Linked DNA regions of Mus musculus: regions 2, 3, 4 and 5 are each linked to region 1. A link is a contact called in public ChIA-PET and promoter capture Hi-C data. All regions are on one chromosome and are shown on one strand. Each heading gives the region's core, a stretch centred on a gene start, on an enhancer-like site or on the middle of the called end of the contact. The rest is flanking DNA. Distances are from core to core; before and after follow the strand shown. Region 1 holds the start of Skp1 (S-phase kinase-associated protein 1). Region 2 overlaps Sec24a (Sec24 related gene family, member A (S. cerevisiae)). Region 3 holds the start of Hnrnpab (heterogeneous nuclear ribonucleoprotein A/B). Region 4 holds the start of Col23a1 (collagen, type XXIII, alpha 1). Region 5 holds the start of Rmnd5b (required for meiotic nuclear division 5 homolog B).

Region 1 (2,700 bases), core at 150-2,649:
GTCTCTCTGCCCAGTCTTGTCCTAGAGAAGCTGTAGTCTCTGGTTTCTTTAGGAGGCCCTGTGTGGAAAAGTCTTTTGTCTTCGTGGTGCCAGGAATACCAATCATGTGCTCACTGGTTAGGTGAGCCTGGCGCCTTGGTGGGGCTAGTGATGCTCCCTAGACACAGCAGGGCAGGGCAGGGCAGGGCAGGCAATTGCCCTCTTCCTGGCTGGGCTGAGGCCAGATGGGTGCTTTCAGGCCTCTCCCTTTACTTCAAAGCTGTTTCATTCTAGCGACCTTATCACAGCCTTCTTTGAGCCGCCTGTACAGCATAGCCTGTTCAGGTTGAGCCTGACTGTCCCCGTTCATTGCTGGATGGATCCCCAGCACTGGCCTCACAGATTGGCCTAGAGCATGGTTACCCAAAGAATGTAACCTCCATGCTACATTCACATTGACTCTCTCCAGGCTTGGCGCTTCACTCCAACAATGGCTATTTGGGGGCCTGGAAGCCTCTTCAAAGTTCAAAGGTAGGAAATAAAGGTGAAGATTAGCCAACAGGGTGGTCCTAGCCTCGAATCTCCAAGCTGGCTATTGGGAGGCAGACAGATCTGAGTTTAAATAGCGAGCTCCAAGCCTTATATAGTAAGACCCTGTCTCAAAACAAAACAACAAGAGTTTCAGGCAAGTATATATGTGGTGAAAATGCCTGTGACCCCAGCGCAGGTGGAAGGAGATCATGAATTTTAGACCAACCTGGTCAACATACTGAATTTACAGCTACTCTGTGCCAAACAGGGTCCCGTCTTAAAATGCAAAGAAAATAAAACTTTAAAAATCAAATAAGCAGGTGTACCATGTCAGGAGTATTTAAGAATTCTAAGCCGCCTAGGTTAAAGAAACACCTTTGTCTCAACATGGCATACATGTATATATATATATATATTTAATTCAGTATCAGTAGAGAAGGTTCAACTCCTGAACCCCTGGTCAGCAAACTCAATTCTATTTCCTTAGGTTATTAGGAGAGTAACGGTGGTCAGGCTGAGGCGACTCCTTTAAGGAAAACACACACCCACAACCGGTTTTGCGGTTTGTTGTTTCCAGGCTTTTCCAGGACTGGGGTCTTTCAAGCCGTTTAAGACAGCCCATGCCTGAAAGACCCTTCGGGTCGAGATGGTTTCCCAGCCGGTGCCGGAGTCCGCTTTGAAGGAGAGCATGGCGCTGTTTAGGCCAGCGGAGTAAGGAGGACGTCCCTCTCTTGCCCAGCCACCCCTCCACCCGCCGCCGCTCAGCACCTCTCCAGGAGACCTCTGCGGCGCTCAGGGTCTGCCGCCTGTGTTTCGACTGCCGTCAGGCGATCTCAACGGCCAGCCCGGCCGGCTGTGTGACGTCACGGGCTCGGGGTCCTCGGCGCCTGCGTCCCGCTGCTATAAAAGGCGACGCCGCGCGGCGCCGCTCGAGTGGCCTTGTTCTCGATACTTCGTTGTGGTTGTGAACTCTGTCCGGCAGCCTCGGGCCTGCGGTCTTGAGACGGAGCACCGTGAGTAGCAACCCGCGAGCCGGACACGTTCCTCGAGGGAGGGGCTGGGTGGGAGCCTCGCGTTGGCTGTGGAGTGCACGAGGCGGCGAGGCGACCTGGCCTCGTATCCTGAGGCGCCGTGCGGCCCGTTGCAGACCCCCGGACCGCGGGAGGCACGAGGAGGCCGAGTCAGGCCTTCAAGGGTCTCCCATCCTTTCGGCGCTCGCTCAGGGAAGAGAGTCGAGCCCTGTGGCAGGCCTGCCGCTTTGCAGGCGACGTCAGTCGGCCCCAAACGCGACTGGAAGGCCCAGGCTTCGTACCGGGCCTGCCTTAGCGACAGGCTTGCTGCTCCGCGCTCCAGGCCGGGTGGGCAGCGAGGCTTTGAGTAGGGGTCCTGGGCCGTTCCAGGTGGTGGCTGTCGTTGCCATTTGATTCTTGGCTCCCTCCCTTTTCTCCTGTATCTGGCGTCAATTAGCTCCTTATTGGTCTCACCTTTTTAACCACCGAATATGCAGGTAACAGACTCCCAATGTTTCTTTGCGTTTTGTCACGTTCTGCAGTCTCTGAACTTGTTACTGTAATAGACACTGTCGTCTGAGGTGTGTGGCATTTGACGCTAAAACCTGAGGTGTTTGGGTTTTTTAAGGGATAGTGCTAAAACCTGCCTTCTGGTTCACTTTTTCACGGAGTCCTCAGGTTTGGAGACTCAGTTTTTCAGCAGAATGTTACAGTAGACTGTATTGTGGCATAGAACAATGCAGTCTCTTCCGTCCTGCAGTGTAGTAACAAGTGTCAGAATTTCGAGTCACTTAAAACAGGTTTGTTTTTAAAGTCTGGTATACTAGAATTCTCATGCTAGACTTGGATGATTAATTTCCAAGTCTAGGAGCTTAGAGAACTGAAGAAGGGTTTTTTGAAAGCATATCAAATCGAAACCTCATACATTATTACTTAAAAATTTTGCACTTAATTCCAACACAACAACAAAAGTGAAGTCTAGGATTACAGAGTGCGTTGAATTACAGATTAACCGATTGCCTCCCTGTCATTTAATAAGATCCTGGCTCCCTTGCAAGTAACCTAATACCTAAATTTGACTATGACTAAGCACATCTTTATTTATTGTGAATTATTTCAAGGAAATACGGGGTGGTCTTTTAAAATAATTTTATCAACTACATAGACTTGTTCTGGAATG
Region 2 (2,700 bases), core at 88-2,587, 530 kb before region 1:
CTTTGGAAGAGCAGTCGGGTACTCTTACCCACTGAGCCATCTCACCAGCCCCTTGACTTTGGTTTTTAAAAATTAAATTGAAAAATATAATATATAGTGAACAGATAAGTGACATTAGTGAAATACAACTAATAATAGATTAATCAAGTCTCTCTCCTTTTTTCTTTCCTCCTCCTCTTCTTCCTCCTCTTCTTCCTCCTCTTCTTCCTCCTTTTCTTCTTCCTCTTCCTCTTCTTAGAGTTTTTGAATTTTGTTTCTGAGGCAGGGACTGATTTCAAACTCATGAGCTCAAGTGATCCTCTTGTTTTAGCCAAAGTTGTTTGAACTATAGGAATAAGCCATTTAGGTATAGCCCAGGAAACTATAAAGTTAAACATTAGGAACAACTGGTAAGAGCCTTCTGTGCTGGCTATCTTATGTCCACTTGGCACAAGCTAGAGTCACCTGAGAAGAGAAAACTTTAACTGAGAAAATGCTCCCACCAGATTGGCATTTCCCTCAATTAGTGAGTAATGTGAGAAGAGCCCGTTGTGGGCAGTGCCCGGGGGTAGAATTTTTCCTGTCCAATTACATTAGAATATTAGTGCAGCAGGAAGCTTGTGATTGGACAGGGAAAAGGGAGGCAGAACAAAGAGTTGCAGGGACAGAGAGCAGATGAACAGGAAGATCCTGATCCCACGGGGGTGGGATTGGTTTTAAGTAGCCACAGGTAGTTATAAACATCATATAGGGATAGAATAATTGGGATAACTTGTCTGATCTAGGTGGGCAGCTTGTATCATTATCATTTGGCCCTGAAATTATTGTGTAGGCATCTTGTGAATTGAGAATTTATTGATATAAATAATAAATAAATCTTTTAAAAAAGGTCAGATATATGTAAGTACACTGTAGCTGTCTTCAGACACTTTTTCTTCTCTCTCCAGTCTTGCTTGCTCTGGCCCAGATTTCTTTCTTTATTATGTAAAGTACGCTGGCTGTAGCTGTCTTCAGACACCCCAGAAGAGGGCATCAGATTTCATCACAGATGATTGTGAGTCATCATGTGGTTGCTGGGACTTGAACTGGGGAGCTTTGGAAGCGCAGTCAGTGCTCTTAACTGCTGAGCCATCTCTCCAGCCCTCTAAATCTGACTTGTTAATTATAAGCTTCTAGAGTTTTGTTTCTACTGGGTTGCTGGGTGTTGAGGTGCTGACTGCTGGGTGGATGGTCGTTGCGGTGCGTTGCGTGTGGCTGGCATGGCAGCCAAGAGAAGGGAACACAGGAGCTCTGGTCCTGCTGGAGAGTGGGCGGATGAAGTGCAGGAGCTTGGTGGTTCTTTTTAAATATTTCCCGCAACAGCGCCCCCTATGGTCTGGTGGTCTTGGCTGTGTAAGAAGCCTGACTGAGTAAGCCATAGAGAAACCTGTACACAGCACCCTCCATGGCTTTTCCATCAGCTGCTGCCCTGCGTTCCTGCCCTAACTTCTTTGATGATGAACTCTATGCTAAAAGAAGCCCTTTCTTCCAAGTTGACTTTGGTCATGGTGTTTTCTCACAGCAATAGACACTCTGAGACACCTTGTATACTATATCTGTATCTTTAAATCTCAAATTAGAAAAAAAGAGAGTATGTCTTAGAAAACTTAAAGTTAATATTTTCAGGAATGTCCCTAACTATCAAAGTTTCTGTACATTTACCTAGGAAAAAACAAACAAGGATTTAGGTAACAAACTCATTTCTGTACAGAATATAATCAGGCTTCACGTTTTTCGGAAGAAGCCACAGAACAGGGAGTTGGTCTTACCTCATCTGAGAGGTTGTCAACTCTGTACAAACTGGGATGTGTTGTGAGCATGAGGTGAACCAATGGCTGGCTTTTCACTTGACACATGGCAAAAATTCGTTCATCTAGACGTATACTTGTCCCAGTCTGGAAAGATTTCTGCAATAAAACAACACCCCGCCTCCCAACATTAGAAAAAGAGTTTTGTAAATGTCAATTGCTAAAAGATTATCATTAGACAGAATTAGCAAATTTATCATAAATTATTTTATCTTTGAAGAAGTCATTACCCTGTAGCCTCATCTGGAAGTCTCAACTAGTCAATACCTGACCATTGCTAAGTCACCCGATCTCCTGGTGTCTGTTTCCTCACTGCTAGGCTAGGCCTAACTGCAGTGACTGTGATGGAGCTGAGAAGCCTGGGAAGGATGGTACCCTGGCGACAAGATAAAGGTACACATGGCATAGCAAGAAGACCCCAGCAAGTGTGCCACGTCTGCTGGATGGTAATTGTTTCTTCCACAACGAGAGACATTAAAACTCAATACAGCAGATCCCACGGCCTCTGAAGCAGGGTGGTACCACACATGAGGACAGTGGCAGAGCAGAGCTGAGGCTGGGACAGTTTTAGTGCTGTAGTAGCTGCACTCAGGCTGGCGGAGCTGTGAGGTGAGGGCTAGTGTCTCAGTTGGTGGAGAGGAATACAAGAGGCAGAGAACAATGAATATTCACAGACTGAATGTGACTAGAACGCCTTCTCCAGGCAGGTTCAGGTAAACTGAGGCATCTGCAGGAAGCAAGAGTGTTTAATAACAGCAGAGCCTCAGTCTGTCACATGTCACTCACTGATGGCTCTATGCCAGGTGCTCCTCTATGGTGACTTTGCCAAAGAACCCAGACCAGCTTTTATGCCCAGGTCACTAACTTGTGAGGC
Region 3 (2,732 bases), core at 195-2,694, 630 kb before region 1:
ATTGCTGTCAAATACCCAGCTTACCTTTTCCACACTAGAAGAATCTTTGAAGAGAATAAACCCAAACCCTCTTGATCGTCCAGTGTTGGGATCCATTTTTATTGTACAGTCAACAACCTCTCCAAACTTAGTAAAATAATCCTTTAAGTCTTTTTTGCTGGTATCCCAGCTCAGACCACCAACGAACATTTTTCTGCAAGTGAGAGACAAGACCACAAACCTTAGAAGCTGTAAAAGAATTCTGACACTTTTCCTGGCTGGGGAAGGGCTTATGGAGCCACAGTCCCATGGACCAGTCTGAGATGGTGCCCCCTTTCAAGTTAACCCTTGCGTCGCTCTGCAATCTCGACTCAACTGGAACTCACAGCTGAACGAGACTGTACAGCCACACACGGTACATACGGGACAAGAATGTGACCCATGACCCCTCACGAGTTTAAAATCAGCGTGCCCTGCACTCATGAATCTACTTGAGCTCACGGCCTCCCAAGTACCTGCCCCAAGGAACTCTGGGTTTCCCGGTGCCAAGACCGCCCCAGGGTTCAGGCTGGAACTCCGCCCCTCGACTCGCGGCAGGCTAGGCCCGGCCCGCTGCGCGCCAACTCCGCCTACGCAGCAGAGACGCAGCCCTCGCGGCCCGATTCGCGATCCGCCGCTTTTCCTCTTCCGGGGCCGCCCGCCCCGAGGCCCGAAGTAGCCCAAGCACCGCGCGAGCGGCCCAGATCGGCCTCACAGTCGACCCCGCAAACTCCTGCAAACTCCGAGGCGCGTAACCGCGCCCGGGCCAGGCGGCAAGCGCGCCAGGCAGGCACAGCTCCGCGGGCCGCCCGCCCCTCCCCCCGCCGCGTGGCGCCAACAAAAGACGGCCCCAGAACAAAGGCGGCGGCCCGCGGCCGCACCTACCCCGCGTCCTCCTCGTTCTTGCTGGCGTTGATCTGGTCGCCCTCCGCGCCGTTCTGGTTCCCGCTCGGTGCGGTCGTGGTCCCGCCCCCAGACCCGGCCGAGGCCGCGGGGGCCGCGGCAGCCGCGCTGGGCTCGACCGGGGCCTCGCCTTCGGGGGCGGCCTCGTGTCCGTTCTCGGTGGCGCCCGTCGTCTCCATGGGCTGCTCCTCAGCCGCGTCCGACATGGTCGGCCAGGCCGCAGCGGCTACTGCAACGAGCGGCGACAGCGCGTCAGGCCCCGCGGCGCTCCCCGAGCTCCCGCCCACCGCCCGCGGCCGGGCCGCTCACCTCGCCGCCGATGACGCCGCGAGGCCCTACTCGCCGCAGAAGGCGACGCGCGGGCTTGGCCGCGGTCACGCTCGCACCCCCGAGGGCTCGTCCGCAGCCACTGACTATCGCTCCGCTCGGCCGCCGCCGTACACTGCCGATAAAGAAGACCTTAACTCCGTCCCGCGCGGTGCCACCGCCTGACAATGCCAACTCGTGGAGCTCTTTATAATGCCGAAGCCGGGCACCACCTCGTAACAACGGATACTCTCATTGGGCAAAGCGAACCGCCACTCACCATTGTCCTAGCATCTTATTGGCTGCTTCTGCGCGCGCGCTCTAGATCCGGGCGGGCTTTGTCCTCATTTTAGAACGCGCGCGAGTCGGAGAACTGTCTACGGTTCCGGTCACCGGGCGAGCACGTCCAATGTCCCCAGCTGCCCGGGGTACACGGCAGTCTGTCATCCTATCCCTACATCCTATTCTACACTAGCAACCCCGGCCTCCCAAAAGAGGAGAATGAGCCGGAGGAAGTCCCCTAAATCCAAGGTCGCCCGGAGAAAGGAGCCTAATCTTGGAGTGCTCTAATCTACGGAGTGCTGCGGTCATCGGAGGCCTTCAGCACAGCCTGCTCCTAAACCTCGGCATCCTGAGATGCCAGGGCTCCTGCCCTCTTCAGTGAGCTAGCTGGGGCCATCCATGGAGGCCTGGCGCAGTGAACGTTGGACCGTAGTATTTCCAGTGTCTGCTTGACACCCATAGATACTTAATATCGCATTAGTGTTTAGCTTTGCCTTTAATTTTTATTTCTTTCCTTTGGTTCCGTTTTGTGTTTTTTGAGACCAAGTCTGGTATCCTCCGACTGGCCTTGAACTCTTGACCCTCCATTTTCACCCCCTCAGTGCTGGAATTATGTGCTGCACCACCACTGTGCCTAGCTTAATTTCACTGATTTTTAGATGATCCTAAATGGAAAAATTAAGAGTCTTTTCATGTAGCCCCAGGATATGATTACAGACATGTGTCACCCTGCCTAGTCTGACAACTTGCTTTTGGAAAAATAGCCCTGTTAAATGAGGTTATGGTAAAGAGGGGTAGTTTTCTTTTAAGCATTGACCATAAAACTTTAAAGGCCTGGGTTAGGCCATGATTCCTGTGTATGTGTGCATACGTTTGTGTTGAGTGTAAGTTCTATGCCCTGAGTGTGTAAATCAGACAAGGTATCAATCTTCACTTTCCATTTTGTTCTTTATAATTTTTTTTTCCTTTAAACAAACTAGCTGGCCCACAACTTCATTTTTAGACCTAGGCTGGTCTTGAAGTCACAGAAAACTGCCTGCCTGCCTTCTAAGTGCTGGAATTAAAGGTGTGAGTCATCCAATGGATGGATGGATATAGATAGATAGATAGATAGATAGAGATATATATAGATTTTTTTTTTTGAGACAGGGTTTCTCTGTATAGCCCTGGCTGTCCTGAAACTCACTTTGTAGACCAGGCTGGCCTCCAGGCAAATGGTCTCA
Region 4 (2,700 bases), core at 153-2,652, 940 kb before region 1:
ACAGTCTGGGAGGAAGGCTAATCCACATAGGTATCTGACAAGAATAAAGACCCAGGGAGCAATCGCCCTGTTCAATACACAGACGCTTCTAGAATGAAACAGTACCCATTAACACTAACACTGGTAGGTAATGGGTAGTGAGAATGGGTGCTAACTTGTAATACGGTGTTGGCGTCTTTTCAGAGACTTCAGTAGACTGTCAGGTTTGCTTGGCAAGAGGTTTTCAGAATATTTGTTGGGCACAGGCACAGTTTTCACACAGGGCCAAGACTTTATAACCACTACCAGAAACTCCACTTTACCTGAGGCCACAGCCTCCAACCCCAGGAAGTTTTAGTTCAGAGGGTCTTGCCAGCTGGGTGATTTCCCTTTTAATTAGGGGAGTAGGAGTGTTGCTGGGTCTCAACAGGCTTTAAGAATACAGAATGGATAATGCAGCCACAGAAATTAAGAAGACAGCCACAGGAGAGTCAGAAGGGAAGGTGGAAAATTATCTAAAACCCACTCCATCACGTGTGCCCCTTACCAGGCTCCAAACTCAGGACTGACTCTTCTCGAAAGGGTGTCCCAGGAGTTAATGTGACAGTTACTTGAGACCAGTTTTGAGGTATAAATATGCCTTGTGGGGGCCCTGGCAGCTAAAACCTGGATTCCAACTTCAGCCTCTCTGGCCATCCCTGTAAGTGGATGGCTTTCTCTTTGGGCCCGATTGGTGTCCTAATGTAACTGTGGTTAAGACAAGTCAGTATGATGCATTCCAGATTTGGGTTTGGGCTAAGTCTGTCCCTGCAGAATTCAAGGTATACCAAGTTTTAGACACTTTTCCCATTTGTTTTTTGTCTGCTTCCTGAACTAACTGCTCCCTCTGGTTCAGGAAAGAAGTATGAGCTTTTTTGTCTAGTGTCCATGCCTGAGTTGCTATGGTGAACATTGACTATAAGAGGTGCCTAGTTTGCCTCCTTCCTTGTCTCTTATTCTCCTTATTTCTCTCTTTCCTTCCACATTCCTCTCACTAGTTTTCCTCTTTCCTTCCTTTGTTTCTCTTTCTCTTTGATTCTCGGTTACCAAGTCTTCCTGCGCACACCCGCAGGGGTCGCTTTTGGCCACCAAGCGGCGCTCAGCTACCGTCTAGAAAGAACCTCTAACTTTCCCACAGAGTTCCAAGTTTTGCTTTGCAAGTGTCAGAAAGGTCAATCTACAAGCTTGGGGAACACTCCCAAGGCTCGAACAGTGAGTGCCTCAACCTCAGGCGGCCTGCGACAGAGCCGAGCCCGGCCGCATAGGGTGCCTCGGGTGGCACCGGCGGGGTACAGAGGCTCGCGCTCCGGGACCCGCTAGGCGAGGGCCCGGACTGCGAGGAGCTGATGAGCGCCAGGCCCCCACCACCACCCCCGCCCTCCCCGTCCGGCCGCTCCTCCCCTGGGTGGGTCCCCGCGCCTTTTCTGGCGGGGTCTATTTGCATAGAAGGAACTGCCCGCAGTGGCCGCTGAGTCTGAGCGGGCGGCTAGGGGGGCGTGCGCGATCCGCGGCCACCCGGACGCGGAGCCCCGCAGCCGCCGACCTGGAGCCGCCCCGGGCCGCAGCGCCGACGCAGAGCCGGCGGGTCGCCATGGGCGCGGGCGAGCGCGCGGCGGGCGGAGGAGGCGCGCAGGACCCCGGAGCGGGCTGCGGGTCGCGGGCGCTGAGCGCGCTGTGCCTGCTGCTGTCGGTGGGCTCTGCGGCCGCCTGTCTCCTGTTGGGAGCCCAGGCGGCCGCCCTGCATGGCCGAGTGGCGGCGCTGGAGCAGGAGCGCGAGCTGTTGCGGCATGCGGGGCCGTCCGGAGCCCTGGCCGCCTGGGCCGAAACGCACCTGGAGCGCCTGTTACGGGAGGTGAGGGCGCGCGATCGCCGGCCGGGGGATGTCCCGCTTCACGAGGGGGTGTAGGGCTGCGGGGGCGGCGTTGATCGTCACCTTCAGGAGCAGGACTCACCTAGTGGATTGCACTGGGGTCGCTGGTGGGGAAGGGTCCTGCTGTCCAGCTTCTGTGCCGGGACTTGCTTCTGCAGGAAAAACAACTTAAAGGGCTGTTTAGGTAACACTAAGGGGCTATGGTAAAGAAAGACCTTGGGGTAACAACAGTCCTGAGTGCGGAGTCTCTACTGAAGTGTGTGCTCAGACCCACAGCCTCTGCCTGCTCTCCAGCGCTGGAGATACTAATGAGGCTCTTGCGTTCCCACGGCTAGTCTGCCTGAAACAGTCCGGACCACCTCAAGGCTCAGGCCAGCCCTTCCTCTGTGTCCGGGAAGGTTAGGTTGGGAGCGGCTCTGGCCTAGATGTGCTGTGTTCCTTAGCTGGCCCACTAAAACTGTGCATCGAAGACTAGGACACAGCTGAGCTAGCTGCCTCTGTGCGCGTTTGGCTGGGTGGTGATCTCTACAGGCCACCCCCAAAGCGTCTTAGGTTTGTTTTCCGAGGGTTAAGACTCCTGTTTTGAGCCTGCCCTGGTGGCATCTGTAATTCCAGAATTTAGGAGGCTGAATTGTGTGAATCTCTCTACAAGTTGGGGGCTGGCTTAAACTATATAGTTGAGATGCAGGTCCAGCCTGGGCTTCAGAACGAAAATAAATAAATAAATAAATAAATAAATAAATAAATAAATAAATGCCAACCATTGGGCATATTGATGAGCGCCTTTAATCCCAGCACTTTGGAGGCAGAGG
Region 5 (2,700 bases), core at 81-2,580, 600 kb before region 1:
GATGGCTCGGTGTTTAAGGAGGACTTGCTGCTCTTGCAAATAGCCCAGATTCTGTTCTCAGCACCCACATGGCAGTCACAACTTCCTGTAAGTCCAGTTCTAGAGACCCTGAAGCCCTCTTCATCCACTGCATCTCGTGGTGCACAGACACACATGAAGGCAAAAGGTCCCCATACACCTAGAAATAAGAAGTTTAAAAAAAATATCTGTTGGGTGTGGTGACTCACACCTTTAATCCCAGAACTAAGGATGCAGAGGCAGGCAGATCTGTCTGACTTCAGACTGGCCTGGTCTACACAGTGAATTCCAAGACAGCCAAGGCTATGTAGAGAAATGCTGTCGTCATCGTCGTTGTCATCATCGTCATCATTATAAAAGAAAATAAATAAATCTGAGGTTGGGTATGGTGGTGCAGGACTTTAACCCACCCCACCCCCCAACACATGGGAGGCAGAAGCAGATGCATCTTTGTGAGTTCAAGGCCAGCCTGGTCTACTTAGAAAGCTCCAGGGCAGCCTAGGCTATAAGAGACCCTGTCTCAAAGACAACAAACAAACAAACAAAAGAAAAACAAAAGTTCTATCCAAACAAACTCCCTGGTGATGCTCACTCCAATGACTCTCCCCATCACTTGCCACACTCTACCACCACCAGCCTTTCTGTTCCAGGGTACATCCAGTTTATTTCTGCCTCTATCCTCTTCTCGGAACACTCTCTCACATCTTCCCATGGCTGGCTCCTTATCTAGGTCTCCACACACGTGTCATCTTTTCAAACCACAGTATCGAATGCCCTGTATTTTACACTCAAACAAATCATATCCCTACAAATACTAGAAAGTTTCACATTGTCACTTCTTCACCTAAAACTGAAAGGACAGGAAAGCCCACCATTTACCCTAGGGGCATGCCACGACCCCGACTTGACCCGCATAGTAGTGCAAAGACTGACAAACTCCTACTTATCCTCCCAGAGACCCTCCTGCAGTGCCCTGCCGGAACCCCGCCACCCACTGGCTGCTTACCTCTGACTCAGTCAGGTGCACTAGGACGGGACGTCGGAGTCCGGGCGACTCCACCAGCCCTTGGAGGGTGTGGCCGACGACTGCTCCAGGCTTTGGTCGGGGCGCCCCGCACCCCGGGACCGGGAGCCGGCAGGCTGTCACCTAGTCTTGCAGCTCAGCCCGCTTCCGGCGCCGCTGTCATCGGAACCGGAAGGCGCGGCGGTTGCCTCTCGGGTGGGTCCGGGCTCGCCCATGCGTGGTGTCGCGGAGCGTGGGGAGACAGTGTGTCTCGCCCGCGGCTTTGCAAGGAATGCCGAATGAATCGTTCGCCGGAGCCAGGCAACAGTTAGCGCCTGCGCAGTGCCGGGACGCCTGGCCTCTGCGATCCGGAGCAAACCTGGGTTTCCGCGCGTCAGAACCACCGACGGGTTGTCACGAGTTTCTACCGGAAGTATTAGCTGGCGCACCTGCCTAATCCGGGCCCCCAACCACAGTAAACTAGGTCTTAAATGTCCAGGCTGGGATAGGGGACACGGAGGCAGGACGAGCGCCGGGAGTTCCAGGCCAGTCTAGACTACAAAGCGACACTCTGGCTCAGAAAATAAACAAAGCTGGGTATTGTGGTACCCGCCTATAATCTTATAATTATAAGAAGATCAGAGATCCAGGGATACAAAGTGAGTTAGGCCAGCCTGAGCTACGACAGAGAGAGGGGGAGGACAGGGGGAGGGTTAAAGTACACGCAGGTCCCTTGGTCCACCCCCAGCACCCGAAAAATGAACATTTTAAGAGACCATTACATGTATGTGGTCCAGTGATTAAGTATTTCCTGCGATGCATTTTGAACTAGCAAATAATGTTAAAGGAAGAGTCTGAGGTAACAGGGAAAGTGCTTGCAAAACAAGTGTGAGGGGCTGAGTTGAGATCCCAGGTACTGTTAGAAAGCTGGCTCGCACCTACTGGCGCGGGCCTGTAATTGCAGGAGTGGGGTTAGCAGAGACTTAAGGATTCTTGTGTTTGCCTGCCAGCTAATGTAGCTAAAAAGCAGAGCTCTAGGATCAAGAGAATAAAGTGGAGAGTGTTGGAGCGAGACTCCCCAAATCCTTCTCTGGCCCTCACACACTTGTACAGGCAAGCACACCCACGTTCACATCACACACACACAATTTTTAAGAGTTCGGTTTTTGTTCTTACGGGCTCACCTAACCCTATGCATCCATAGCCCCCAGCCCAGCTGCTCTCTGTAAATAGCCCCTCTTTAGGGGCAAAATGAAATAGGGGTTGTATACATGCCCTAACTAAAAAGAATGAAGGAGCCGGGTGTAATGGCACACACTTTTAATTCCAGCACTGCGGAGGCAAAGGCAGGCAGATCTGAGTTTGAGACCAGGAAAAAAAAAAAAAAAAAGAAAAGAAAAGAAGAAAGAACCGGGCAGTGGTGGCACATGCCTGTAATCCTAGCACTTGGGAGGCAGAGACAGGCGGATTTTTTAGTTCGAGGCCAGCCTGGTCTACAGAGTGAATTCCAGGACAGCCAGGACTGCACAGAGAAACCCTGTCGAAAGAAAGAAAGAAAGAAAGAAAGAAAGAAAGAAAGAAAGAAAGAAAGAAAGAGAAAGAAAGAGAGAAAGAAAGAGAGAAAGAAAGAGAGAGAATCTTTTGAGAAAGGGTCTTTGATACCTACCCAGGACTGGCCT

The links. Promoter capture Hi-C pulls out the DNA fragments that hold promoters and counts their contacts. ChIA-PET counts read pairs in DNA pulled down with a chosen protein or histone mark.
Region 2: a promoter capture Hi-C map of embryonic stem cells shows a contact between it and region 1, with 2.4 times the contacts expected there. The contact joins the enhancer-like site here to the promoter of Skp1 in region 1. A contact is called at or near these places in 17 of 39 promoter capture datasets (the 3T3-L1 cell line, 3T3-L1-derived adipocytes, the C10 cell line and 12 more), 6 of 115 datasets of contacts at active chromatin or transcription factors (the 230-238 cell line, the NIH/3T3 cell line, astrocytes and 3 more) and 2 of 9 other capture datasets (adipose tissue and liver).
Region 3: an RNA polymerase II ChIA-PET map of memory CD8 T cells shows a contact between it and region 1, with 637 read pairs. The contact joins the promoter of Hnrnpab here to the promoter of Skp1 in region 1. A contact is called at or near these places in 16 of 39 promoter capture datasets (the 3T3-L1 cell line, 3T3-L1-derived adipocytes, the C10 cell line and 11 more), 2 of 484 Hi-C or Micro-C datasets (neutrophils and pro-B cells), 10 of 115 datasets of contacts at active chromatin or transcription factors (the NIH/3T3 cell line, the SCID.adh cell line, bone marrow-derived macrophages and 7 more) and 3 of 9 other capture datasets (adipose tissue, liver and macrophages).
Region 4: a promoter capture Hi-C map of pre-B cells shows a contact between it and region 1, with 5 times the contacts expected there. The contact joins the promoter of Col23a1 here to the promoter of Skp1 in region 1. A contact is called at or near these places in 3 of 39 promoter capture datasets (cranial neural crest, hematopoietic stem and progenitor cells and pre-B cells) and 1 of 9 other capture datasets (adipose tissue).
Region 5: a promoter capture Hi-C map of pre-B cells shows a contact between it and region 1. The contact joins the promoter of Rmnd5b here to the promoter of Skp1 in region 1. A contact is called at or near these places in 9 of 39 promoter capture datasets (3T3-L1-derived adipocytes, the C10 cell line, the HPC-7 cell line and 5 more), 3 of 115 datasets of contacts at active chromatin or transcription factors (double positive thymocytes, effector CD8 T cells and pro-B cells) and 2 of 9 other capture datasets (adipose tissue and liver).

Annotation. Positions count from the first base shown.
Region 1 is chr11:52,230,596-52,233,295 of GRCm38.p6, forward strand. It overlaps Skp1 (S-phase kinase-associated protein 1), which reads left to right and starts at 1,400. Exons shown (of 6, transcript NM_011543.4): 1 at 1,400-1,523.
Region 2 is chr11:51,702,489-51,705,188 of GRCm38.p6, forward strand. Sec24a (Sec24 related gene family, member A (S. cerevisiae)) reads right to left here. Exons shown (of 23, transcript NM_175255.3): 19 at 1,788-1,925. Among named protein-coding and RNA genes, the nearest start is that of 0610009B22Rik, 15 kb to the left of the region's middle. Within about 2 kb of position 1,338, at least 31 of the 459 cell types and tissues checked have an H3K27ac peak or open chromatin away from gene starts, as enhancers often do. A contact at or near this core is called in embryonic stem cells, where this site is marked.
Region 3 is chr11:51,605,437-51,608,168 of GRCm38.p6, forward strand. Hnrnpab (heterogeneous nuclear ribonucleoprotein A/B) reads right to left here and starts at 1,445. Exons shown (of 8, transcript NM_001048061.1): 1 at 1,231-1,445; 2 at 904-1,150; 3 at 25-193. The coding sequence starts at 1,127.
Region 4 is chr11:51,288,518-51,291,217 of GRCm38.p6, forward strand. It overlaps Col23a1 (collagen, type XXIII, alpha 1), which reads left to right and starts at 1,403. Exons shown (of 29, transcript NM_153393.2): 1 at 1,403-1,870. The coding sequence starts at 1,610.
Region 5 is chr11:51,634,566-51,637,265 of GRCm38.p6, forward strand. Rmnd5b (required for meiotic nuclear division 5 homolog B) reads right to left here and starts at 1,331. Exons shown (of 10, transcript NM_025346.1): 1 at 1,025-1,331.